Linked DNA regions of Mus musculus: region 2 is linked to region 1. Evidence: chromatin contacts called from public HiChIP or PLAC-seq data. All regions are on one chromosome and are shown on one strand. The core of a region is the stretch at or near the end of the contact, and the rest is flanking DNA. Distances in the headings are between cores, read along the strand shown.

What was found. HiChIP or PLAC-seq counts read pairs in DNA pulled down with a chosen protein or histone mark.
Region 2: an H3K27ac HiChIP or PLAC-seq map of VIP interneurons shows a contact between it and region 1, with 7 times the contacts expected there. The contact joins two enhancer-like sites. A contact is called at or near these places in 5 of 484 Hi-C or Micro-C datasets (cerebellar granule neurons, cerebral cortex, cortical neurons and 2 more) and 2 of 115 datasets of contacts at active chromatin or transcription factors (VIP interneurons and neural progenitor cells).

Annotation. Positions count from the first base shown.
Region 1 is chr8:23,594,539-23,597,628 of GRCm38.p6, forward strand. No RefSeq gene overlaps it. Among named protein-coding and RNA genes, the nearest start is that of Gm30471, 52 kb to the right of the region's middle. Within about 2 kb of position 1,678, at least 9 of the 459 cell types and tissues checked have an H3K27ac peak or open chromatin away from gene starts, as enhancers often do. A contact at or near this core is called in VIP interneurons, where this site is marked.
Region 2 is chr8:24,214,240-24,217,329 of GRCm38.p6, forward strand. No RefSeq gene overlaps it. Among named protein-coding and RNA genes, the nearest start is that of Gm30633, 170 kb to the right of the region's middle. Within about 2 kb of position 1,467, at least 27 of the 459 cell types and tissues checked have an H3K27ac peak or open chromatin away from gene starts, as enhancers often do. A contact at or near this core is called in VIP interneurons, where this site is marked.

The DNA of each region.
Region 1 (3,090 bases), core at 428-2,927:
GCACACACATACACACACTCTACAAATATACAGGCAGTAACAATTGCTGGAAAGAAGATATTTTATGAACAGTCAAGCTTCCTGCAAGTGGTATAGAGAGCTTTCACAGATTATCATTCATGCTGGGTCATGCTGGTGATGAAACTGCTTTTATAATCATGATCCTGTAAGTAGCCTTTCACCCACACTCCAGTAAATAACTCCAGTAAACTCACTGGTTCAGGAAGCTAGACTTGGGTGACATTCTCTTTGGTTTGTCTTTGGTGTCCTACCTAGGGTGAATAGAGATTTGTTCATAATCCCCAGGGAAAGTCATACAACAAGAGGAGACCGATTGACTGGACCAGGATGGAGAGGACCTGTCTCCACAGGGATAGAAAGGAGAGAGATTGCTCTTAATTACAGTGAGTCAGATTCAGACCATATTGCTAACAGGCAAAGAAGGATGTGAATGTTGCATAAATTTTGTTATCCTCTGCACAAAAATCCCGGGGAGATGAACACAGTCCTGGGCATGCATTTGTTTCTTTGTGTCAGGTATGCATCCTACCAATGGCACCTTTTGTTTTTACATGAAGAAAACCAGGAAGGAAAAACTTGACCCTCACACAAGAGCGGATTAAATGAAGTATGTGGCATATCCTATTTTAACTTCGGTTGTACAGGTTGGAATTTTTACAGAAGTGATGTTGGAAATTCAAAAGCCCAGAGCCACATCCTAACCTAATGCCAGCACAGATCAGGGCAGAGAAGATAACTTGTGTTAGTCCTTGCTGATTGCCGAGGGGACCTGTAAGTGGTGACCTTGAATAGTATGGAGTGGACTGTTTGCATGTGGGCCTGAGGTACAGGCACTTACAAAGCTTGTCACCTAAGGACCTACCAACACCCATCAAGGGCTACTAACTCAAGTCCCACCTCCCTCTTCTCTCTGTCTTCCTCCACAAGTATTCTACCCTGTCTGGCCTCAAGCTCCATCCTGGCCGCAGATACAAAGGAACAATTCCAGCCTTCTGGGAACTCCAACTAGGGAGACAGACAAGTGTTGAGAGAACGCTCATTCTGGTGGCCTAAGTAGTGGGAAAGGAAATTCATGGCACTTGGAGAGACGAGGAAGAAGGTCATAGCTCCTTCAATTCAGCTTTACTGAGGCAGGTTAGAACTGTTACTCTGGCTCCTTGTAGTGTGGGAGAACTGGTACTATCTCCGAAGTGGATAAGCCACCCATTCCATCTGGGCTCTGGCTAAAACATTCCCCCCTTGTCACTAGCAGACCCTTCCCACCAGGATGGAGGGTTCTGCTGTCTTGTATGACCATCGTGTTTGGCCGGTCTCAAACCTCTTAGGCAGACTCTGTCCATAGGATTATTTGAATGACTCAAAGGAGCTGATTGATGGCTGCAGTGGGAGGAATGTCTCTCTCAAACTTGACTACCCCAGGTACATTGAGAAGGGGACCTAAGTAGATATTACAGCCGTGGTCTATTAGCCATGAAAATACCCAAAGCAAGTAATGACAAAAAAAATCCAGCCAACCTGCCCCTTTCTTGCTATCTTTTAATGAATAAAAAAAGAAAAATAAAATATCTCGAGGTGAGTATTAACTTTCTTACTTCTAGTAGATGGGTCTTTCCTGGAGAGACGCTATCTAGTTCAGAGGGAATGAGCCTGAGACCGGCATTTTAAGCCAAATCAGTGCTAATTGCTGATATCTCTTGCTGCTCCAAGATGATTGAGAGCGGGACTGGATTGGCTTCTTGCTGAGAATAATTATGAGGCGTTTCATGCTATGCTTTAACCTCTGGGCTTTGGCTCAGAAAATCCCTTTGTCCTTAGTGAAGAAGTCCCCCAAAGGGCTGTGGGATTTTTGGACAGACAGCTGCAACACCAGTCTCTTCCACACGGTGGCAGACCTTCCCCGGGAAATGCGCTCTTCCGCGGCCATCGCAGCCTTAAGCAGGGTTTCACAGCAATCCTTGCCAAATGTCATTTATGTTGACTTGGCTCTGTTAATATGTCAGAGGGGATATGTGCTCAGACATACTGGTCAGGTTTGTTTATTACAGTTTCTTTTTTTAATTTAGAAAAAGAAATCAAAACAAATAAAGCTTTCACTATTTCAATGGGTGCGCATAATGGATCAATCGGAATAGTTAGAGAGGGGTATGGGAGGGAGAGATAAGGAGAACAATTGGGTGGATAGCCACAGCTGCAGCGCCCCTTGATGCAGTTCTTTCTTTCACTGTGGTGTGGATACGATCTCAGTATCTGTTTCAGGTAATTTGTCCTGGTGGGAGGCAATGCTTTCTCTTGCCGCTCCCTTTAAAATGGCAGGGGAATGATTCTCCCCACTCAGACCCGCAAGCTCCTGCTTCCTTCAGGAACTGGGGAGGCTTCCCCCAGTCTTGTGGCTGGCTACTTCCCCTCTTAGGTGCTGAGAACTGTTCTTAAAAATTGGCTTAACAAAACCAAACAACCATGTGCACACATGAATAAAAATGAGATAATCACTCTAGAAAAGAAAAATCTCTGTACATAAACCCAACTCCAGGTATGGAGATGACACAGAACTAGACAATGGAGGAAGACTTCTCCATACTAGGGATTCTGGGACCCTCACTCTCATTCCCTGGTCGCCCCCCAGCATCTAATCACCTGGTCGTGATCCATCGCTGGAGGGAGCCTGGCAGGCACAGTGCTGTTGCTGAACTTTGAGCTGTGTGACTCAGAAGGCCACCGTGGTCTCTCCAAGCAGAAAGCAGGTGTCACTAAGTGACTCACAGTCAAGCACCCAAAGGGAGGCAGATGCAAGATGCAGCTGGGGAGGAACCTTGCCTGGAAGCTGACAGCATTTTCAGGACCGCCCCACCCCTGCCCAAGTCCTACATGGCAGAGGCAACCAACAGAACAGCTGGCTTGGACTCCGGGTGGGACATGGGCCTCTTGCTCACAGCTGACTTAGTAATCAAACAGCCAAATGTTGCTTGCTGTAGGCTTTCCCTAAAAAACGATTTCTGCAGAATAATACTAAAGAATGCCACCTTTCCTCAAAGTGCTGGCTGGACCCGAGTATTCAAAGTTCATTCCCTG
Region 2 (3,090 bases), core at 217-2,716, 620 kb after region 1:
GTGAGCCAGAGGCAGGGATCAAAGCAAAGTCTTTGGAATCAGAAAACCAAGGTCAAGCAAATGAGGACTGGGGCAACACAGACAGGCAACATATGTAGCTGTCCTAAATACAGCTTGGTGGGTGGGATTGTCTCTGCCAGCCTAGGCAGCATGCTTAACGTGTGGGTTCTATATAAAAGAACAGACGTGGCTAGCCTTTCTGCTCTATGATGTTTTATGCTCGCCAGCTAGAGCATTCTATCCCCTTCTTTGTAAAGCCTTTTCCCCAAGCCACTAGCTGCTCATATGGAAGCTGTGCTGATACATCTGTCTGTTCCCTAGGCATTAGCACAGCCCACGTGGCTCTGGCTCTGTGCCCCATCTCCCCATTGCTCAGATCCAGTTTTGTTTTCTCCTGTTTTCACTGGGATACATTGTATCATCTGTAGAGGCAGTTGTATGTGTAAGAGGGCATCTTCCCAGGACAAGAGATACTTGCTTTAGCCTTAGTTTGAAAGAAAGGAGTATTGCTCAAAGTTACCTTTGTTTGTTTGTTCATTTATCTTTTGTTTTGTTTTGATTTGTGTTCTGACTATTGTCTCTTAAATCAACCCAGCTGGAGCCTTTCAATTGTCCGTGTTTCAAGACCATCCATAAAAGACAAGTCTTCTAGTTTTTTGGTAGGTTGCTGAGTTCCAGCTACTGGGAGTCATTGATTAGAGAATGAACCACAGAAGGATGGGATAGAAGTCAAGGGACCTCTCTTCCCTCTGTTTGGGAAGTCTATGGAAATGTGTTGGCATCTGCTCCTTCCAAGCAACCCCTCTTCTGGTCCAGTGGCTACAGGAAGTCTTGGCATGAACCTAGCTTCCCCTAGTAAGACCATCTTCATCCAGATGCTCTCTGGTCATAAAGTTGTGGGTTGTTTCCTCCTCTAGAGTCTCTGGATTCCAACACAATCCTCTCTCTGAGAGTTTCAGGTCCTCCAATTATCTTTATAACTATGTTTCTGTTGGCTGGAATTTGGAGTATGCAGGTGTGTGTGTGTGTGTGTGTGTGTGTGTGTGTGTGTGTGTGTACATGTGCACATGAATAGACACAAGACACAGACAATAGATACAACAGGGGTAGGAAAGGAGAAAGAGACAAAAGATTACAGAGAACTGGGTTGGATCTCAGAGTTGCAGGCATCACAGGACAGATAAGAGTGAATACCTCCAGGCTCCAAATGTGGCAGCCACTAGCCTCACTGCCATGGAGCCCAGACCTAGTCCAGCCCGTTACCAGAAAGGAGGTTATTCTGGGTCACCTTCCTTTCATCGAGTCATCTAGAAATGACTTATTTTCAGGCATCTTTGTTAAGATTCAAATGCTGTCATAAAATATCTTCATCACAATAAAAATGCAAAGTGCAGAGCTGTGGTTCTGCACCATGTCACAGAGGGACGCAGAGACATCATTCAAATGTGTTTGGGCCAGTTACTGCACATGCGCTTGCAGGCTGATGGGAAGTTAAAAATAGCACACTCCATTAACAGGGAGAAAAAAGAAAAGAGTCTTCTCCAACTAAGTAAGTGCCTTCTCTTTGTCCTTATTTTATAGACACAAGCCCCCTCCAGATTCTGAGCAAACTTGCATTTTGATTTTCAGCAAGTGTTTGGACCTAGCAGCACACAGCTGCAATGTGAGGCAACCCGGGAAACCGCAAAGACACAAACAGAGCTAGAAGCAGCAGAGAATGAGGCAGCCTTCCCTCCCCCGGACAGCCTGCCATCTCCTTATGATCTTTAAAGATCATATCTATCACGTATCTTTAAGAGGGTGTATTGCCCGGGCTCTCTGGGGTCACAGAGGAGTTTTAATATAAGGATATATGGCAGTATTGGGAAGCAGTAGTAACTGAAACACGTTGTGGTAAGTTCAAGTTGTTAATGATTTGGATTCTGTTTTTAAAATGAGAGCATCTCATTTATATTACAAATGGGGAGCTCAGATCCACACACCCCCTCCCCAGAAGCAAGAGATGTGTTCAGATTTACTCTCTCTCTAGAGGTCTTTAACTCTGGCTTGGGATAGTACTAGACCAACAGAGGCAGGTCTAAGAACTTCAACTGAAGGGACAAGCCCTGGGGATTATGAATTCCAGTTTATCCTGGACAGGTTCAAGGGATGGAAAGGTCATATACTTATATAGTCTGTCTGAAGTTATTTCCTTATCAGGCAATTGGAAATAAAATCATAAACTATAAACTACATCATAAGGTACTAAAATGAGTTCATGTACACACACACACACACACACACACACACACACACACAAATATGTTCCCATGTCAGGAGAGCAAAGAGATATAATCAAACTCTGAGGGTTACATAATAAAATTTGATCATTTTAGGCTAAACACAGTCTGAATTGCTGCCATGTTAGCCCCAAAAATCTATCTTAGAGAGTCCCTACGTGATGAACCTGGCTGTGTTTCAACAGAACTATATCAAAGGCTGGCTCCAGCTTGAGGCCCTTAACTGCCAGGCCTGGGTCAGGGCTCCCACTGTATTCAGCCACCACCACCCCCCTTCTCAACCACCTCTTTTCTGGGTACAGGACTTGTGAGTCAGCCCAGGCCTTATTTTTGGAGCACCAGCTTTTTAAAGCCAAACATAGCTCACTGGAGGGGTTTAAAATACATAGTCATCTGCACAGAGGGGAGGAAAGCTCACAGTACATTTGTAACCAGAGTCACAGCTATCTTCTTGGTGAGTGTGTGTGTGTGTGTGTGTGTGTGTGTGTGTGTGTGCCCGCGCACACGCGCACGTATTTTGGCTCATAACCTATATAGAAATGACACAGGAGAGAGAACGTAGCCGTGGATTTCACTGAACTGTGATATAAGGCTAGGTAGCACCAGAAGCAACACTTCTGCCTCCACCTCTAACTTCTTACCACCCACTCACATTGATTTTTCCCTTGTCACTCTAAGATTATGAAGAAGTTTTGGCAGATCGAGGTGGAAACAGTTGGTGACCTTCCCTCACAGACCTGGCTGTTTGAAGACTTGAAGTCTGCCACGGGTTAGATCTTGTATGTTCCCCAAAGTCCTGAGTGCCCAAGGC